2 separate regions of the Gossypium hirsutum genome follow, and region 2 is linked to region 1. Evidence: chromatin contacts called from public Hi-C data. All regions are on one chromosome and are shown on one strand. The core of a region is the stretch at or near the end of the contact, and the rest is flanking DNA. Distances in the headings are between cores, read along the strand shown. Region 1 holds the start of LOC107933949. Region 2 holds the start of LOC107954688 (U-box domain-containing protein 9).

Region 1 (2,700 bases), core at 11-2,510:
TTTCAATTAAAATTAAATTTCATCCTTCCATAACATTCAAATATTCTTAAATAAAAAAATTTCGTGCTAATTTTGAAATAATTACACTTTAGTCCCTATACTCGTAACTAACAAATTATACTTTACAAATTAGTCCCTATTCATCTCTAAGAAATTTTCCAGCGCGTAGATCTCAAAAAGTTATTCGAAATCAAAAAAAATTTTGTCTCAATCGGACAACTGAGCCAAAAGTTATGGCCTTTCAAAGTTTTCCAAGCTAAAAACACACTGTTCATGCCACGTCAGCAAATCGCGTCCTAGAGGGCGCGATTTCCTTCCACGTCAACAAATCACGCTGACGTGGACCCGATTTCCTGCGCGTACCCTGACATCGCGCTGACGTGGACGCAATTTCGCGGAAAATGGCCCATTTCGGTAAATAATTAAAAAACCGGCCCATTTCGGTAAATTTTGAAAAAAAATGGCCTTTTTTGGTTATTTGCCCTTCATTGTACTCTGAACAACTATTTGTCCATATTATTTCTTGATGTAAAACAAAGTTTTATACTTTATTTCTAAAATATTTGTATATTTTCCAATTTTATTAAAATTTACATATTTTTTAATTTGAAAATAATAATATGAAAACATGATATTTTAAGTAAATAAATAAAATTGTTAAAAAAACACATCTAGAATGAATCTCAACATATTGTTGTCTAGGTTCATGAGAAAATTTTTAATACTTTTTATTAATTCATTTTTTATATTTTTATTTCAAAATAATAATATAAAAGTGAAATTTTATAAAAGAAAGTAAAATATATCAAACTAATAATAAATATATAATAAATATGGACAAATAATTGTTAAATTTAGATGAATCTAAACAATAATAATGTATACTTTTTATTATTAATTTATATATTTTTAAATTTTTTATTATTTTTATTTATGTTCATCATGTATCATAATGTGAGGCTAACATCAATTACGTGTGATTGTTGTCAATGCCACATTATCATTTTCTAATGACGTTAAGGCAGAGATATTAAAATGTAATCGATTCTAAATTTAAATATTTAATTAGATAAAAAAAATTAAATACCAACTAAATATTAATAAATAAATTGAAAAGGAAAGTACATATTAACTATGTATAATAACATTAGTGCGATTTAAAATAATACTGATTCATATATAATTGGATTTGAAAGACAATCACAAGAATATAAAATAAAAAATATATAGTACTGAATTAACTGATAGGGTATTAATTAAAAATTCAAATGAAAGTTGCTTTTCATATATAAAAGAATTAATATTAAGGCTCGGTTATCCATTTAAACTCGAATATCAAAAGGCACAATCTGATATGATGCAAACACAGCAATTTATTGGAATATTCGACTTAAAATTCCCCCGTAAATATAATTTATTCACTTTCTTACCAGAAAAAAAAAAATCAAGCTGGGTTTCCCTTTTTTATGTCCCTCACATATCCCTATGTTCTTTCCCGTCTCTCCTATTTAAATCAAAACTAGTCAACACCAATACCCCTTAAAACACAAACCCGAGTTTGTCGTATAGAAATTCTTTAATGGCTCGTTCTGATAAAAGAGTTAAACGAGTTACTGACCCGCTCGACGACCGAGTCAAGGCTCGTCTCGTCGGCGTCAGTTACGACAGTAGCGGAAGCGAACATTCTGCCGCCGTTGTCGTTGAAGATGATGATTCGCCTTGCCTCTCGGAGCTTGTTCACAGTTTTCTGGAAGACGACCACGATGCAGCTGAACAAACGAGTTACAACTCTGACTCAGATCGAGTCGACTCAAACCTTGACTTTACCGATTCGCTTGAGATCATCATCAAGTCAACCTCTCTTAACAACACGGATTCTTACAGGAATCTGCTTATGGCTCACGTTCTGAGAGCAATGGAGATGCTTTCTTTTTTCAAAACAGATAAAGCAATTTTCAGGCGTAAAGTAATGGCTTATCTTCGCGAGGTAGGCCACAATGCGGCGATATGCAAGACCAAATGGAGCTCCTCTGGAGGCCTAATTGCCGGAAACTACGAGTTCATAGACGTGGTGCAATCCGCAGCACGCACGGGCCAAAACCGGTACCTCATTGATCTCGATTTCGCTTCCGAGTTCGAGATCGCCAGGCCGACGACCGAGTACTCGAGGCTGTTACAACATTTGCCTAGGGTTTTCGTGGGAAGAAACGAGGAATTGAAAATGATCGTCAAGGTCATGAGCGATTCGGTAAAAAGATCGTTGAAGAGCAAAGAACTAACCCTCCCTCCATGGAGGAAAAACCGTTACATGCAAAACAAATGGTTCGGTTCGTACCGTCGAACGACGAACCAAATCCCGGCGAGCTCCAGCTCATTGACCCCCTCGGCGGTACATCCCGTCAACATCGTGCAGTGCCGTCACGTTGGGTTCGACGTAACAGTGAACGGCCGTTTGTTTGTCCGTACGAGATAATAATTTTGATTTTGACAGACGACGATAAACGAAAACAGGAATAGATAATAATGCGAGGAATATTTGTAATCTTTAGTTATAATCAACATTATTTTCTTATTTTACCCTCAATTAACCTTTTTCTTTTTTTAATTATTTGGTGTGTATCGTGAGACGAAAAATTAATAAATATTTCGTGTAACGCGGCTAATACACATTGCGTACAAGGCGACCACATAGTTTGGTCA
Region 2 (2,700 bases), core at 106-2,605, 300 kb before region 1:
TATTCCCTGACTCTTGCTCCACTGCGATATCATATCCCTGATTAGATTATTCGGAGTTAGAATCGTGTGTGAAAGAACCTGTTCGGTCTGAGGGCAAGTCCTATTCCCCGCATTCAGCCATTTCTGTATAAAGGGTCTGTCGTATGTCTGCACATCAGAAAATGAAACCAAATCAGGTATCAAGACAGACAAAACAGACAGAATTCATCAAAGCTTAATGCAAACTACAACAATAGATCCAAAGGCAGGAACTCGACTCCATGGACATCAAATTAAAATAAAAAAACTAGTAAAAACAATCATCTTAGAAGGATTTTGCGATTCATCCATTTCCTTTCCCAAATAATTCGATTCTCTAACACCCATAATGCTATTAATATACAAAGAAAAACAAACCAAATCATATCGCATCAAAGAATTGTAATCTTTAAATAGCTGAGAGACTAGAATAAATACTCACACTGTACTTTGTAATCTTTAGTCTCAACTAATTACATCAAAATCACTCTTAAATGATGATAATTTTCTTACTAAAACAGAAATGCAGAAAAGGAAATTCACTTTAAATGATATAATCTGAGGACAAAACAAATATACAATTATAAAATAAATAAAATAAATCTCACCTAAATTATCTCAATTTGTGTTCCTTTCGATCTTCAATAACAATTCAAAATTTTCATAAATATTTAAAAAAAAATAACAACAACAACAAGAACAAAGGTGTGTACCTGGCCAGAAGCTAAAATGACAGGATCTCTCATAAGCTCTTTAGAAAGAGGACATTTAAACTCCTCAGGACAGGACAGCGCTTCGTGTAACTTCAGGGACGAGGTCGTAGTGGTGGTGGGCACCGTCGATCTTTTATTGAACTTAAGTTCTCTCAAAGCGCAAAGAGCATCTTTAGCTTGATCAACGGTGTGGATGGTGTAATCCTCATCGTCGACGATAGTCTTAACCAGCCTCTGCAATTCTTTCTTCAATTCCACCGCTCTCGCTCTAACCGTTGGATCAGAACTCAACAACCCCGTTTTCGCCATCTGATTCTCCCCCAGCCCCGCCACCCCCAACCCCAAAAAAAAAACCAAAATCAGAAAGCCGTTAATTATTAACAAAAAGAAAAAACCAGACAATGAGAACACTCTGTTTCATTTGTTTTCTTAACTCAATTCCAAACTAATTTCCAGTTTAATTTTGGGGGTGAACTGAGAGAAGACGAAGAACAAGCAAAGACAAAGTTCAAACTTGTCACTTATTACTTTTTCTCTCTCTCTCTCTCTCTCTATTTATTTGTTTTCTTTTTTTAATATTGTGGGAAATCTGTTTGTTTCTTTCCAAACACGCCGCTTAATGAGTTTCAGGTCATCTTACCGTTCTGTCATATTTAAAGGATCATTGTTTTCAATCCAAGGCCTAGATTTGACCACGTCACTGTTTTCTTTCCATATACACACAAAAGAACGACATAATAAATAAAGAAATATAGAGAGTTAAAAGAATTTTCTTTTTGTGGCCAAATAAAGAAATGGGAGAGACAAGGAGAGCTGAAATAAAGCTAATTTTTTATAATTTTTATTTTCGGTATCAAAAATTAAAAATTTTCTAATTGCCACTTCTGTTAACAACTATTTTTATTTTATTCCCTCAATTTTAATAAGTTTTTTATCTTGGTCACTCCATTAATTTATTATTATTGTATACTCATTTTTGTATCTAACTTTAATAAGTTTTTATTTTGATCACTCATTTACTTTTTAAAATTAATTTGATTTTTTTTTGGTGAAAAATGATAAACAGAAATACAACTTAACAACTACTAAAAGACTCTAAAAGCTTTGTCTTGTTGGATAGCCGTAACTACCAAATCAGGAGGTATTTTAAAGATATGAAGGGAAGCCTACCAAAAGAGACTAATCTTTGTCAATTGATCTGTAATTAAATTACACTCCCTAGGAACATATTTAATTTCCCACTGACCTTTAGAGCGCAAAAACCGTTTAACTCTTCTGAGCAAGGTAATACCGGAGTCCACTAACTCCTCCATGGACAAGGCCCTAACCACCTCAAAGTTATCTGTCTAAATCCTGACTTTCTTATAGCCCTTATGTAATAAAATGAGAATTCCATCAAGAATACCCCAAATTTCTGCTCCAAAGGCGAACATCTGCCCAAATAATGATTGAAGCCCAAAATCCAATTGCCAACCTGATCACGAACCACCCCACCTGCGGAAGCATTTCCGGAAGCTTTAGCCACTGCTCCATCAGAAAATAAATAGACTTAATTGTCTTCATAATGAGAATGAAATTCCGAATTTGGTGAGTTAGGCTTGACCCCATTTAGAAAATAGTTAAACTGTTGGGCCCAACTGAGAGAGACTTTTACAATTTCATAAGCCGTTTAATTGAAGTTTTGGAAGATGAAAAGATTTTTGTTCTTCCAAATTCTCCAAGCAATTACTTTTCAAGCCGTCAAATTAATTTGATTATACTTCGTAACAAATTACTTAGGTTTTTACATGAAATTGAGTAATTCAAATTTGAAGGGATTTTTTTTTTGTAATTCAATTCTCTATAATAATAAAAAACTAGGTTTTTCCCTAAAAAGAACTCAAGATTTTCCTTTTTTACTAGAAAAACCTAAATTTTAATTTTAAAGATGAAAAAAATAAAGACAATTAAAAATATAAAATGATTTTTT

The links. A called contact is a pair of places that touch in the nucleus more often than the background predicts.
Region 2: a Hi-C map of leaf shows a contact between it and region 1, with 1.8 times the contacts expected there. The contact joins the promoter of LOC107954688 here to the promoter of LOC107933949 in region 1. A contact is called at or near these places in 3 of 34 Hi-C or Micro-C datasets (leaf and petal).

The regions. Positions count from the first base shown.
Region 1 is chrD07:32,339,756-32,342,455 of Gossypium_hirsutum_v2.1, reverse strand. It overlaps LOC107933949, which reads left to right and starts at 1,260. Exons shown (of 1, transcript XM_016866270.2): 1 at 1,260-2,572. The coding sequence starts at 1,580. The coding sequence ends at 2,473.
Region 2 is chrD07:32,641,366-32,644,065 of Gossypium_hirsutum_v2.1, reverse strand. It overlaps LOC107954688 (U-box domain-containing protein 9), which reads right to left and starts at 1,355. Exons shown (of 2, transcript XM_016890319.2): 1 at 732-1,355; 2 at 1-147. The coding sequence starts at 1,040.